Regions from separate parts of the Mus musculus genome. Here all the other regions are linked to region 2. A link is a contact called in public HiChIP or PLAC-seq and promoter capture Hi-C data. All regions are on one chromosome and are shown on one strand. Each heading gives the region's core, a stretch centred on a gene start, on an enhancer-like site or on the middle of the called end of the contact. The rest is flanking DNA. Distances are from core to core; before and after follow the strand shown. Region 1 holds the start of Mad1l1 (MAD1 mitotic arrest deficient 1-like 1). Region 2 holds the start of Mafk (v-maf musculoaponeurotic fibrosarcoma oncogene family, protein K (avian)). Region 3 holds the start of Dnaaf5 (dynein, axonemal assembly factor 5). Region 4 holds the start of Snx8 (sorting nexin 8). Region 5 overlaps Snx8 (sorting nexin 8).

Region 1 (2,700 bases), core at 12-2,511, 530 kb after region 2:
CTAGTGGCCAGGTGGACAACAGGCACAGTGGGAGAAGTGGGCCTTTGCTCACCAAGACACACTTTCTGTCCTCCCTCTTCGGACCAACACAAGAACTCTGCCATTAACACACAAGAATGAAGGGCTGCGGTTTCAGAAGCCACGACACCACACAGGTAACTAAAGCGCCACCTCAAGTTGTACCCTCTCCACAAGAACCCTGAACTTCCAGACAGCAGACTTTCCAGGACACCAGCTGCTCTGGATGGCTCCTGAGTTAACAGGGACACACACACCTTCTTTCTGGTTTCAGCCAAGGGACAGCCTGAGAACCTAGCACTTGGTGACACAGGTCTGTCATCCCAGGTACTCAGAAGGCTGAGACAAATTCAAGGGCTGGTGGCAAGTTCAAGATCAGCCCGGAAAACTTGGGAAGCCCCATCACAGAATAAAAATTAAGAAGAAAAAGTAAGGATTGGGCTGAGGAGGCAGCAGAGTAGGTGACTGCTTAGCGTACTGCTCTGCGAGAATGGGGACTGAAAACAACTCAATCTGTAAAGGCACTTTAGGGCAAGACAAGACAAGCAAGGTTCCATCTTTAGGACCCATATGGAAGAAGAAGAGAATTAAGTTATCCTCCAACCTCGACAGGAAGCCTGGTATATATATGCAAACACACACAAATCAATTAATTAGCCGATTAATTAATTTTTAAAAGGACTGGGGACATAGCTCAGTGGTAGAATGCATAAGTTCCTTGGTCAATCAACAGTACTGCCAAAAACAAACAGACAGACAGACAGACAGACAGACACACACACACACACACACACACACACAGTGGGCCTGACATGCGACTCAGCGCTCACCGGGGCTTGCCACCAAGACTGGTCAACCTGAGTTCGATCCCTGGGACCTACAAAATAACCGACTCCAACCCCGGGAGCCCTTCAGCCCACAGTGGGCCACGCTGTCCCCTCCGCCCCCGCCCCCGTCCCGGTCCCGGTCCAGGCCCGCCACCCCAGGCTCTGCAGCGGGACACCGGGGTGGGAGACCGTCCAGAGCGGCCCCGGGAGGGAGACACGGGGGACCCGGCAAAGGGAAGGCGCGCGACAGGACCGACTCAGAATGCATGCGTGTCGATGGCAGCAGACAGCTCCCTCCCGTGGCCTCGTTACGGTCGGGCAGGGCGCGAGGCGCCTGGGGCGCTCGCAGATCCCGCCACCGGGTCCCTTACCTCAGTTGAGGAGCCCGGTGCTGCAGCAGCCGCTCAGATCTCCCTCCTCTCCGCCGGTGTCTATATATCGCGAGACTTCCGCCGGGGTCTCGCGAGATCTGAGAAAACGGCCCGTAAAGAATTAAATATGTGCTCCACGGGCGTAGCCTGAGAACAAACCGCAGTCCCGCCAGGGGACCCGGAACCAAACTGGGCCCGGCTGCCTGTCCCGCAGGGCGCTCTTCCACTGCCCCGGGGTGCGCCGTAATGTATGGAATAGCACCGCGCAGGAGGAAAGGTTTGTTTGTTTTTGTTTTTGAGACAATGTTTCTCTGTGTAGCCTCGAACTCACAAAGATCCACCCGTGCCTGCCTCTGCCTCCCTGGAATTAAAGGCTTGCCGCACAACTGCTGGGCACGCTCGGAAAGGGAACAAAGTTTTGGAAAGTTGCGTTGCCTCTGAATCTTGCCACTTTGTATACACAGGTTGTTTTGTTTGGGCACTGTTTTGATTGGTTAGCTTGTTTCACTTTCTTTCTTTTGTGAATGAGAAGTCCTGGGAAGAAGTCCTTCACGTTGCGGGTCCAGAGCCTGATGAAATTTGTCTAGGGGCTATGTCTTTAGCCTCCTTCCTACCCGTTGCTTTCCTGCCTCTGCGTCAGCTCTAACGTGTTGTGACTAATGAATAAAAACCTCTTGGAATAAATTAAAACCCGGTTTCTACCAACCAAAATCCCCCGGACAGCATCAGAAGCATATAGCTGGTATTTCTCTTTGGTGTAACTGCCTACTTAAATCTTCCAACAGGCCGGTTTTTTATGTTTTATTATTTTATTTTGTGTATGGGTGTTTCATGTGCATGCATGATGTCCATAGAGACCAGATGAGGTCAGCAGAGCCTCTGGAACGGGAGTTAGATGTCTGTGAGCCAACATGTGTGTGCTGAGCACTGAACCTGGTGATCTTAACCTGAGCCATTTCTCTGGCCCACCACCAATGGCTTGGTTTGCTTTGGTTGTTTGGTTGTTTTTGTTTTGGGTTTTTTAAATAATTTTATTTATTGATATTAATAAATAATATTAATAAATAATAAACAATTTATTTATTTAATACATTTGAGTACACTATAGCTGTCTTCAGACACTCCAGAAGAGGGAGTCAGACCTCATTACGGATGGTTGTGAGCCACCATGTGGTTGCTGGGATTTGAACTCAGGACCTTTGGAAGAGCAGTCAGTACTCTTAACGGCTGAGCCATCTCTCTAGCCCCTTGTTTGGGGTTTTTTTAAGACAGGGTTTCCCTGTGTAGCCCTGGCTGTCCTGGAACTCAAGGCTAGCCTCAAACTTACAGAGACCCACCTGCCTCTGCCCGCCTCCCAAGTGCTAAGAATAAAGGAGTGTACCACCTGGCCCCCACCAATGTATTTTTAAGGTGCCCTGACTCATGACTTTGTTCTGTTACTATAAAAACTTCCTCATTGCTTCCAGACTGGAATGTGGAATATA
Region 2 (2,700 bases), core at 90-2,589:
AAGTGGCACTATTAGGAGGTATGGCCTTGTTGGAATAGGTGTCTCACTGTGGGTGTGGGCTTTAAGACCCTCATCCTTACTGCTTGGAAGTCAGTCTTCCTAGCAGCCTTCAGATGAAGATGTAGAACTCTCAGCTCTGCCTGCACCATGACTGCCTGGATGCTACCATGATCCTTGATGATAATGGACTAAACCTCTGAACCTATAAGGCAGCCCTAACTAAATGTTGTCCTTATAAGAGTTACCTTGGTCGTGGTGACTATTCACAGCAGTAAAAACCTAACTAAGACACTATCCATTGCTTACAGGGAGAGGGAGAGGGGGGAGGGGGAGGGGAGGGGGAGGGGGAGAGGGAGAGGGAGGGAGGAGAGGGAGGGAGGAGAGGGAGAAGGGGGGAGGGGGAGGGGGAGGGGGAGGGGCAGGCTTAGGTGAAGGCACTTAGGGTGAAGGCAGAAGGATTAAGAGCTTCAAGACAGTGCCAGTGAGGTGGCTCAGTGGGTAAAGGTACCAAGTCTGAGTTCAATTTTCGGAACCCAAAAGTGGAAAGAAAAAACAGATTCCCTAAAGTTGCCCTCTGACTTCCACACATTCGTGGTAGTGTGTGCACACCAATCCACATACATATGAACACACATATAAATAAGTAAAAAAAAAAAATAAAGTTTTATAAGTGTTCCAGGCCACTCTGAGCTGCACAGTGAGACCTTACCTCTGTCTCAGATATAAATCAAAAGGTCATGGTATGGGTCAGAAGAGGATGCTACATACATATCTCTTTCTCCTTTGTAGGGTGCATCTGCCTTGCTGATTATGTGGTGTAACTGAGCCACTTCGCCACCTTGACGTGGGCTTGGTGTTAGGTCCAGAACATGGTCACTAGCCAGTTGGCCTCTATTCTCTCTGCCAAGACCCGGGGAGGCTCCAGCAGCCTCAGGATCACAGTGAGTAGCATAGACGACAGTGGGTGACATAGAGACATAATGCCCAGGCTGAAAGTTCAAGGAAACGTGGGGTCCATACCCAGTGTGCGTCACGCTCGCCTGACACCCCCTACCTTGGGAAAGGAGCACAGACCCCGCCCCGGGTGTGTTGGGGATGGACAGGGCCAGGAGCTCAGCAATGAGACAACTGCACGTGGAAGCATGTAGGAGGACCCAGGGACTGGGGCAGCGAGGGGCGTGGCCATCAGGGGCGTGGTGCCGACGCGCGGCCAGAGAGGGCGTGGTTTTGGTGAGCGAAGAAGCGTGAGCAACAGGGGCGTGATCACTAGGGGCGTGGCCATCGCGGGGGCGGGGCGGTGACGCGCTTCGACGCGCGATCCCGGAAGCGGTGTCAGTACTGGGGAGCCGGCGGCGGGCGGCGGGTGGCAGGGACTTGTTGTTCTTCGCCGAGTCGGAACGAGAAGTCCGAAGCGCGCAGGCGGAGACGGCGACTAAGGGGAGCGCGAGAGCAGAAGCGCTTGTGAAGAGTGCGTGTCCGCAAGGAGCCGCCGCGCCCGGCCCCGCGCGCGACCCGGGTGAGTGAGGGGCTTCGGGAACTGGGTAGGGGAACCCAGAGTTCGTGCACCTGCGGGAGGAGCACCCCGAAGGCCGCGGGACCCAGCCTGGGCCTCGAGCACGTGCCACGCGGGACCTAGCTCAAGGCCCACACGGGACCCACCACGTGCGGGAGAGTGGCACCCGGGAGCCGTGCGCACCTGGCCATTTCCGTCGGCGTAGAATTCGCCCCCACCTCGCCCCCGGCCGGGACCCCGAAAGGGCCTGAGTAACTGGTGTCACTTTCTAATCAGCTGACCGGCCAGCGGTGCCGGATGTGGAAGCTGTGGGTGGGGAGCGAGGCAGGTGACCGTCTTGGCCAGCCTATCGCTTCCGTCACTTTCTTCAGGTGTGGTCTGGGGCCAAGGTCCCATCCAACTCTGAAGTGCGAGGTTCCCTAGTAGGGTGAGCGGATAGGCGTGTTAAGAGTGTGCATGTTTACGAGCGTGCGGCGAGAAATCAGAAGCAAAAACTCTAGCAAATTACAGGTGAAGAAAGCCTCGTGGGTCCTAGGTGCCTAGATTAGATCTCTTTGGGGGAGATAGACTCCTCTTCTGGTATCCTTGAGATAACAGCCACTCCAGCCTCCTAGAACTTGCCCCGTAAGAACGCAGTCGGTATTTGGGAGGTGAGGCTGCTTGGTGCTCTTGTTTCTCTAGGGAAGTTAGTCTGAGCCTCGCTTTTCACACAGCTCTCATTGCTAACACAGATGCACTTTAACAGTTCGCCTTCCAATTGATGGACAGGCACTCAGTACACTCAGTCCTCAAAAGCTAGCTTGTGTCTCAGCTGGTAGGTAGTTCACCCCTTCCACTCCTGTGGAGTCACTAAAATTAGCCCTGGGACCCCAGAGGTTGGCACTGCTGAGGTCATACTGTGGCAGCAACATTTCAGAAGGTATCTGGTGGAGTGCACGTGGGTACTTTGATGCTTTGAGCTGGTGTTTTAGGGCCAGGTAACTTCTTTCAAAGGTGTTGGTCTAAAGCCATTATGTTATGGTGGCACATGCTTGTACTCCTAGCACATGGGAGTCTGAGGCAGGAAGATCTTGAGTTTAAGGTTAGCCTGGATTGCTTAGCTAGTTCAAGACCAGCCTTAGTTACATAGCGAGACACTGTCACACAAAACCAAACTGAAACAGTAGGTGTGAATTTAAGCATGTGGA
Region 3 (2,700 bases), core at 67-2,566, 640 kb before region 2:
AGTCCATGACACCTCTAACACCAAGCCTTTGCTTGGCCAGTCACCTCTCTTCACAACTCTTTTGCCACCCTAAGCAATTTTACATGGTTCCCCTAAAGCTTCCACGCCACATTCAAAACACCTAAGGGTTCACACCAATTTCCCACAAAACTAATGTCAACAACAAAAAAAGGCCAAATTTGTTACAAAACCCAACCCCTAACATTATAAGCCTGTTCTCAGATGTGACTCGTTTGGATGCCCAAGTCATGCAGCACTGAGTCAGGCCTAGGAAGTGCCCAGTGGGGGGTCCTGACCACTGACAATACCATCTCTGACCCCCTAAAAAAACACTTCCAGCCATCGAGCATACCTCATGTCTAAACTGAGGTCAGACCGTGTGGCAGATTCACACTTGACTTCTTCATGACCTCTGAGGAACCCAGTAAGGATCAGCCATATCTACACCATTAGAAAGAACCTCAGCTTAAGCTGCCCCTGAGGAAAGGAACCTGAAGGTGCAGGCTTGCAGAAGCTTGGCCACTCAGGCCAAGTTCCAGACTCAGGCACAGGACAGCCCCACTCTTGGCCTCGCCCCTAGCCATTTGCCACGCCCTAAGGCCTGCGTCCCACCTGTCAGCCCTTGTCTCAGGCACCTCAATCCTCACGCTTCACCTTACTCAGACCCCCACCCCTCCCTCGAGCTTTATGTCCCTTCCCCAAACCTGCACCCCACCTATTATTGAAACTTGTCAGCCAGCTGCGCGGCCCATGCCCCGCCCACCTACCCCCCCATCCAACCCACTACTCCTTGCCCCGCCTCCTTCCCGTAGACCCTTATTCTTCGCCCCGCCCACAAAACCAGGGCTCCGCCTGCCACCTCCTGCAATGCTCCCGAAGTCCACACCCCGCCTATTTGGTTCTTTCCCCTCCCATTATCCCTTATTCCCCTCTCTTTACACTAAGCCCCTACCCAAGAGGCCCGTGTCCCGCCTACCAACCCCCTCGTACCGCCCACTACCTCTTTCGCCCAAGGCCCTTGCCGAGCTTGCTGTCTTCTGCCTCGCCCTCAAGGTTCGCGCCCCACCCCAGACTCCCGGACCTAGCCAATTACACTTGCTTCTCTTAGCCTCTCTCGTCCTCCTGCCCGTCACTCCGCCCTCTAAGCCCTTTGCCCGCCCACTTCCCTGGCCCCGCCTCTCCCTTACTCCCTGCCCCTCCCCCAGCATCACTCCTAAGGGGCGCACACTCAGCCTCGAGCAACCCAGGCAGCCGGAAGTCTTGCCGTAAAGCGTGCTCGGACCATCGTACTAGCGCCGGTTCCCTTGGAGACAGGCAACGCGCTCAAGATGGCGGCGCCGGCGGAGGCGGAGGTGGCCGCGGCCCCGGGCTTAACCGAGGCGGCTGAAGCCGCGGAACTGACCCGCGCGCTAAGCCGCCTGCTACCGGGGCTGGAGACGGAAAGTAAGCTGGGGCGGCGGCGCGCTCTGGAGGCTCTGGAGCAGGTACTGGAAGAGGCGGTGCGGCCCGGCGCGGATTCCGCGGCCTTCCAGGGCCCCTGGGCCCGTCTGCTGCTGCCGCGCCTGCTGCGGCTTCTAAGCGATCCGGCCGAGGGCTGCCGCGCGCTGGCCGCTCACCTGCTCGACCTTGGCCTGCGCCGCGCCGCGCGGCCCCGCGACGCTCTGCCGCGTCTGCTGCCGGCGCTCAGCGCACGCCTGGCCCGACCTGAACTCGCGCGGCCGCCGCCGGAGCCCTGCGAGGAGCTGCGTCTCGCCCTCGTGCAGCTGCTCCACCTCGCCGTAGACCTGGGCGGCGCCGCGCTCGCGCCCCACCTGGACGACGCCGTGCGCGCCTTGCGGGCCGCGCTGCTCGACCCCTTCGCTGCGGTGCGCCGGGAGGGCTGCGAGTGCGCAGCCGCTCTGGCCCGTGCCACTCCGGGTGAGCGTCCTATCCGCTTCCCTGGTTACCTAGATGTCCAGAAACTGAACTAAAGTGGGCTGGTTCCTTCGTAAGGTCATTTCCGATGGGAGGGGGCACGAGACAAGAGATCTCACCATGTAGCCCTGGCTGGTGTCAAACATAACGCTGCTTCTACTTCAGCCTAAAGTGCTAGACTCTCAGACCTGTGTCACACCCATTTCATGATCATTTTTATGCTGGGTTATGGGACTCATGTGGGAAAGGACAACTCAACTCAGTTTCTTTACTCCAGTGTCTTCTCTGTCTCTGACACGGGTCACTAACTTCCTGGATGAAGGGAGGCTGCTTCTCGTTTATTTCTACCCTCTATCTACAGCCCTGCTTGATCAGGGCTTTTTCCCTTTTTTCCTTCTAGACTAGAGTTTGGAAAAGTTAAGAGGCCCTACCTAGTGTTTAAAGTCTTCCCGGGGGTAGGGGGGAGCCAACTTTGTGAAATAGGTGTATATATCCCTCCGGATGCCTGGAGCATAAGCAGCTCCCAGCACCATTGGAGAGAAAAAGTGGGAGCTGAGGCTAGCAGAGGCCAGAGGAAGGTTTGATGGTAGCCACAGAACAGGGCCCCATGCAGCTGTATCGCATAACCAGCAGCCTCCCTAATCCCACAGAGCACTTCCACATGCAATCGGAGTCCTTGATAGGCCCCCTGATGCAGACCATCTCCCACCAGCACTGGAAGGTCCGGGTAGCCGTTATCGAAGCCACGGGCACTGTGATCCAGTTTGGCAGTGGGAACTCGGTGGA
Region 4 (2,700 bases), core at 171-2,670, 600 kb after region 2:
ACCAAGACACACTCCAACTAAGTTTCTTGCAGAAGGAAGAAAATCTCCTTCGCCACATCACCAGCTTGGTGCCAAGTTTCATACATACAGAAGGAAGTGACAGGTTGAAAAACCCATTTTCCTACTTACGTGGCTACTGGGATGGCCTGTCAATCGTGAAGGACTACATGGCTGTGACTAACACACAAGTCACACCACTGCCCAAGATCTGTCAAAAATCTAGACGAAATCCTTCCTAACGTCAGCCATTAGCTGAGTTCTCTAGGAAGTAATATGGAAGATCCCAAATTTGCCAAGAGAGCTCTAACCCATCACCACTGCTACAAGCCACAAGGAATTGCTTTATGAGTCAGGCAGGGGCTCAGAGCACAGGCTCCAGAGCTCTTGCAGAGGACAGGAGTCTGGGTCCCAGCAGCTCTACTGAGTGGCTAACAGGCAGGTGAAACTTTGGCCTCTCGGGAATCTAACACATCTGTCCTCCAAGGGCGCGCGCGCACACACACACACACACACACACACACACACACACACACATACATATACACAGTTAGAAATATTTTTTTAAAAAAGCATTCTTAAAAGGCATAAGTAGCTCTGGATCAGTCTCCCTTTCTCAAGGCGCCCAGGTATAGGGACTTAAGTGGTGGCTCAAACATACAACCTCAAAAATACAATGTTTTACCCAACAAGACCCAAAGACTGTTGACCAACTCCGAGGGGAGTTTCACCTTCTCTCCATTCTTCAGAGGCGTTCATTGACATCCTCCTCCCTCCCCTGGGGTTAAAAGTACTACCCTAAACCCTTCGTCCCAAGAGAAGAACCTGTCTTTCCACCAATGCTCTAGATGGCCATACTCAGCGACACTTGGCCAGACCTGGCTGGCACACACCAGGCCCAGCTCCACCCTTGCGCCTCTGGCCACATGGATGCGTCCCCACAGTCCACAAAGCCGGGGACCCCAGGAAAAAGAGTCTGATACCAAAGACACATCCCTTTCCCTGGACATGGTCACACATGAATATAAACCACTCTCTAGACCACGTCTCCAAAGTGGGGTCAGAAAAGACCCAGGTGCAACTCCACACGGCCGCTCGCTAACGGAGGGCTGAAGAGCAGCGTCCCAGGGAGCAGCGGGAAGAGGCTGGCCCCAAGAATGTCCACCCCCCCACCCCGGCCAGGCGAGGTGTGGCACTGACAGGTGGTCCCCGAGTGTGAAGCACTTGGCTCTCCGCACAGGGCCATCGGGCCGCGTGCCCTACCTGTCGCCGGCGGATCCGCCTCCTCGTCAGCCTCCGCCTCAGCAGCTGCAGCGACTGCCGGCGAGGGCAGCGGGTCCATCGCGCGGCCAGTCATGTGAGCCCGCTCGCCCACGTGACTTCCTCCCGCGCCCGCCCGGCCAGCCCCGCCCACGCCAGCTCTTGTCCGGCGTGGCCACGCCCATGCCAACCTCGCCACGCCCCTCCGCTCACCCCAAGCAGTAAGACCACGCCCCTACCCACGAGCCACGCCCCAACCACGTGGCCGCGGCCGGGGCAGCGTTCAGCAGCTCTGGTCCAAGACTGAGTGCTAGCGCGAGTACCGCCCCAGCTGCTTAGTGCCACCTCCCTCCAGTGCGCACCCACCTCCCCGCTCTTAGCCAGCAGCTGTTACTCATCTTCTTGCCCACCCTCTGACCCACGCTGCCATTCATTTTTGCATTCGCTTGCCCACTCACACATGCTCTGTGAATTCCGGGGCAGCCCCTGTGAAAGGTGCTACGGACATTAGAACAGTGTTCTAGTACCTTCTGGGATTTGGAGCGTGAAACATGGCTAGAGAGTAGGTCTTCTGACTATAATAGGTCTCTGAAGATTACTGATGAGGAACAACATTCCATAATTGTTTGCAGATAACCAGGCCATTCTCCTTTCTGTTGGGGATTGAGCCCATAGGCTCCCACATGCTGAGCTGGCCCTCTACCACTGTGCTATGTATCACCAGCCCTTTATTATTTATTTGTATATTGTTGGAGATAGGGTCTCAATATATAACCCTGGCTGTCCTGGAACTCACTATGGCTAGCCTCAAACTCAAAGATCTGCCTGCCTCTCTCTCCTGAGTGCTGGGATTGAAGATGCACACCAGGACGTTGAGCTTTATGTATTTATTTTGACTCGGGGTCTAGTTAGCCAGGCTAGCCTTGAACTCACTCTGTAGCTAAGGCAGAACATCCTCCTGCCTCAGCCTCCCTAGGAGCTAAGTTGAACATACATACCTCCAGGCCTGGCCCTCTGACTGACAGAGGGAAGCAAGGATGTAAGAGCACACAGGAGCAGTGTCTGACCCGGGGCTGAATATGAGGACTGAGTCTAGAACTGCAGGAGGAGGAAGAGGAGGAGGAGGAGGAGGAAGAAGAAGAGGAGGAGGAAGAGAGAGAAGAAGAAGAAGAAGAAGAAGAAGAAGAAGAAGAAGAAGAAGAAGGAGGAGGAGGAGGAGGAGGAGGAGGAGGAGGAGGAGGAAGAGGAGGAGGAGGAGAACAAGAAGAAGAAGAAGAAGAAGAAGAAGAAGAAGAAGAAGAAGAAGAAGAAGAAAGGAAAAAGAAAGAAGGAGAAAAAGAAAAAAGAAAGGCAACCTAAACTGCATATAGATACATTATCTCAAGTAAAGGAAAAGCAAAAAAATATCTGGGAGAAGAAGAGGGTTATTAATAAGACTCCATC
Region 5 (2,700 bases), core at 93-2,592, 560 kb after region 2:
TTAACTTCAACATAAAGACTGGGAGAAATATCCAGGAAGCATCCCCCTAAGTTAAGGCAATAGAGAAGTAAAAAAATGTCAAAGAAACACAGGGTTGGGAGGAGCCTTAAGCTACTCATTCGCCATCTGGCACTCCAGACAGACCAGCTTCAAAATGGAGGCCCAGGCAGCTGAATCAGTAAGTCCTTGGGAACTGTCTTAGTCAGGGTTTCTACTCCTGCACAAACATCATGACTAAGAAGCAAGCTGGGGAGCAAAGGGTTTATTCGTTTTACACCTCCATACTGCTGTTCATCACTAAAGGAAGTCAGTACTGGAACTTAAGCGGGTCAGGAAGCAGGAGCTGATGCAGAGACCATGGAGGGATGTTTTGAACTGGCTTGCTTTCCCTGGCTTGCTCAACTTGCTTTCTTCTTCTTCTTTTTTTTTTTTTTTTTTTTTTTTCCGAGACAGGGTTTCTCTGTATAGCCCTGGCTGTCCTGGAACTCACTTTGTAGACCAGGCTGGCCTCGAATTCAGAAATCCACCTGCCTCTGCCTCCCAAGTGCTGGGATTAAAGGTGTGCGCCACCACACCCGGCTCAGCTCGCTTTCTTATAGAACCCAAGACTACCAGCCCAGGGATGGTACAACTCACAATGGGCCCTCCCCACTAGATCACTAATTGAGAAAATGTCCCAGAGTAGATCTCACAGAGGCATTTCCTCACCTAAGCTCCTTTCTCTGTGATAACTCCAGTCTGTGTCAAGTTGACACAGAACCAGCCAGTACAGGAACCTACAGAGATATTCATACTGTGCTGTGCAGAACCCAGCACCAGGACTGAGGCTTCCTGCTGAGTAGAGAGAGGCCTGTCCAGCCTCTGTGACAAACAGCTTTATGTATGTTTCTTGAAACCACACTTGCGGGACAGTTACACTGATAAAAGCAAGCAGCCTGGGGCAGGAAAGAGGGCTCAGCAGGTTAGGGCATTCACCCGCAAGGCTGACGACCCCAGTTCCATGACCATGGCCCACAGGAGTAGAAGAAGAGAACTGACCTCACAAGCCTTTCTCGGGCTTCCACAACCACATGTCATGGCACACGCACACACGTGTGCACACATGCACATTTGTACACTTAAAAAAAGAAAATAGTCAGCAAGGGCATGGTGCTCCAGGCTGTTAACACCAGCATCTGAAGGGGGAAGGCAGGAGGAAAAGAAAGAAAATAGTTGTGGCCAGTGAAGTGACTCAGCGGTTAAAAGCACCTACTGTGTGAGCGAGCCCGGCAGCCCGATTCAACCCCCAAACCACATAAAAACCCTGGAACCAGAAACAGGAAAAACTCAAAAGCTCCGAGGCTGCATAAATAAGCAGAAGTAAGGAACCCTGCTTCAACAAGGGAGGAGAGCAGCTCTGCAAAGCTGTCCTGACCGCCACACGTGCGAGCGAACACACAAATTCACACAGATGCAAGTTGCATTGATGATCTAGTTCCACCCTCTTACATATGATCAGTGGGGAAGCTCAGGTTCAAAGACCAAAGTTGCTGCAGCAAAGCCATGGCATACACACTACAAAACACACCAAGCCCTGACACCTCAAGTCTTGGCCCTCTCTGCCTTAGAAAGGGGCAGTGAGAGTGGGAAGGAATGACCTAAGCCTGAGTGAGAGGCTGAGAGGGCTCGCTGACAGAGCAGTTGCTGCTCTTGCAGAGCACTCAAGTCCAGTCCCAGCACCCACAGAAGGTGGCTCTAAATCTACTGAGATCCCAGCTTCATAGGATCTGACGAAGGATTCCGCCTTCCATAGGTATGTGCATGCATGTGCATGTACAAATACACACACACACATACACACACATACACAGACACACAGACACAGACACATACACACACATACACATACATAAATTTTTTTCTTTTCTTGTTTTTTTCCTAGAAAGGGTGTAGCCCTGGCTGTCCTGGAACTCACTCTGTAGACCAGGCTGGCCTCAAACTCAGAAATCTGCCTGCCTCTGCCTCCCAAGTGCTGGGATTAAAGGTGTGACCACCACTACTTGACTAAGATTATTTCTCTAATTAATTAACAAGGAAGAAGATAGCAACGATGCCTGTTGGAAAGACGGCAGAGTGTAAGCACTGCCCTTGGAAGGATGAGGAGCCAAGTCCGCAGAATCCAAGTGACAGTCCAGGGTCCAGAGGTTCTCGATTGTCCTTCCAGTGCTGGGAGGAGACAAGAGCATCTCTGGGGCCTGCCTAATGATTAGCCAGTCTAGCCTAACTGGTAAACTCCAGGACAATGAGTAACCCTGTCTCAAAGGATGTGGATGGCATCTTTAAGGATGGCATGTGAAGTCGTCTTGATACATGTGAACACATACATGTGAACCTACACACACATGAACTAACACACATGCACTGCACGTACATTAGAAAACCATAGGCATAGTTCTGAAGGGAGCACACCAGCTCTGGGAGCAGAAGTGGAAACAAATCAGGGACTTTCCACACAAGCAAAGCAGTCAAAGTCCTTCTTCCACAGAAACCTCACAACACCTGAGCTTCCGTCCTCTAGTAAGAAAAGTCCCCAGGTCCCCAGCAGGTGGATCACTCCAGACACATAACTTGAAAGAAACCTCCATCCTGGGCAGGGGCGGAGCCTCAACAAGAATATCAGCTTCTTTAAGACCACAGCTGGAGTGGCATCCCAGACAGGTA

The links. Promoter capture Hi-C pulls out the DNA fragments that hold promoters and counts their contacts. HiChIP or PLAC-seq counts read pairs in DNA pulled down with a chosen protein or histone mark.
Region 1: a contact with region 2 is called in an H3K4me3 HiChIP or PLAC-seq map of bone marrow-derived macrophages, with 3 times the contacts expected there. The contact joins the promoter of Mad1l1 here to the promoter of Mafk in region 2. A contact is called at or near these places in 10 of 39 promoter capture datasets (the 3T3-L1 cell line, 3T3-L1-derived adipocytes, the HPC-7 cell line and 8 more), 1 of 15 datasets of contacts at CTCF or cohesin (large pre-B cells), 2 of 484 Hi-C or Micro-C datasets (B cells and bone marrow-derived macrophages), 33 of 115 datasets of contacts at active chromatin or transcription factors (the 230-238 cell line, the NIH/3T3 cell line, the SCID.adh cell line and 23 more) and 2 of 9 other capture datasets (adipose tissue and liver).
Region 3: a promoter capture Hi-C map of erythroid cells shows a contact between it and region 2, with 6 times the contacts expected there. The contact joins the promoter of Dnaaf5 here to the promoter of Mafk in region 2. A contact is called at or near these places in 1 of 39 promoter capture datasets (erythroid cells) and 1 of 115 datasets of contacts at active chromatin or transcription factors (memory CD8 T cells).
Region 4: an H3K4me3 HiChIP or PLAC-seq map of bone marrow-derived macrophages shows a contact between it and region 2, with 5 times the contacts expected there. The contact joins the promoter of Snx8 here to the promoter of Mafk in region 2. A contact is called at or near these places in 4 of 39 promoter capture datasets (the C10 cell line, cranial neural crest, frontonasal cranial neural crest and 1 more), 3 of 484 Hi-C or Micro-C datasets (bone marrow-derived macrophages, embryonic stem cells and muscle stem cells), 22 of 115 datasets of contacts at active chromatin or transcription factors (the 230-238 cell line, bone marrow-derived macrophages, craniofacial prominence and 15 more) and 2 of 9 other capture datasets (adipose tissue and embryonic stem cells).
Region 5: an H3K27ac HiChIP or PLAC-seq map of microglia shows a contact between it and region 2, with 6 times the contacts expected there. The contact joins the enhancer-like site here to the promoter of Mafk in region 2. A contact is called at or near these places in 8 of 115 datasets of contacts at active chromatin or transcription factors (bone marrow-derived macrophages, double positive thymocytes, embryonic basal ganglia and 5 more) and 3 of 9 other capture datasets (embryonic stem cells, liver and pancreatic islet).

Annotation. Positions count from the first base shown.
Region 1 is chr5:140,320,291-140,322,990 of GRCm38.p6, forward strand. It overlaps Mad1l1 (MAD1 mitotic arrest deficient 1-like 1), which reads right to left and starts at 1,262. Exons shown (of 18, transcript NM_010752.3): 1 at 1,217-1,262. It also overlaps a transcript of Nudt1 not described here.
Region 2 is chr5:139,790,197-139,792,896 of GRCm38.p6, forward strand. Mafk (v-maf musculoaponeurotic fibrosarcoma oncogene family, protein K (avian)) reads left to right here and starts at 1,340. Exons shown (of 3, transcript NM_010757.2): 1 at 1,340-1,516.
Region 3 is chr5:139,148,919-139,151,618 of GRCm38.p6, forward strand. It overlaps Dnaaf5 (dynein, axonemal assembly factor 5), which reads left to right and starts at 1,317. Exons shown (of 13, transcript NM_001081265.2): 1 at 1,317-1,917; 2 at 2,565-2,700. The coding sequence starts at 1,329. It also overlaps a transcript of Prkar1b not described here.
Region 4 is chr5:140,387,888-140,390,587 of GRCm38.p6, forward strand. It overlaps Snx8 (sorting nexin 8), which reads right to left and starts at 1,421. Exons shown (of 11, transcript NM_172277.3): 1 at 1,261-1,421. The coding sequence starts at 1,354.
Region 5 is chr5:140,348,764-140,351,463 of GRCm38.p6, forward strand. All of the region lies in intron 7 of Snx8 (sorting nexin 8), which reads right to left. Among named protein-coding and RNA genes, the nearest start is that of Mrm2, 18 kb to the left of the region's middle. Within about 2 kb of position 1,343, at least 25 of the 459 cell types and tissues checked have an H3K27ac peak or open chromatin away from gene starts, as enhancers often do. A contact at or near this core is called in bone marrow-derived macrophages and microglia, where this site is marked.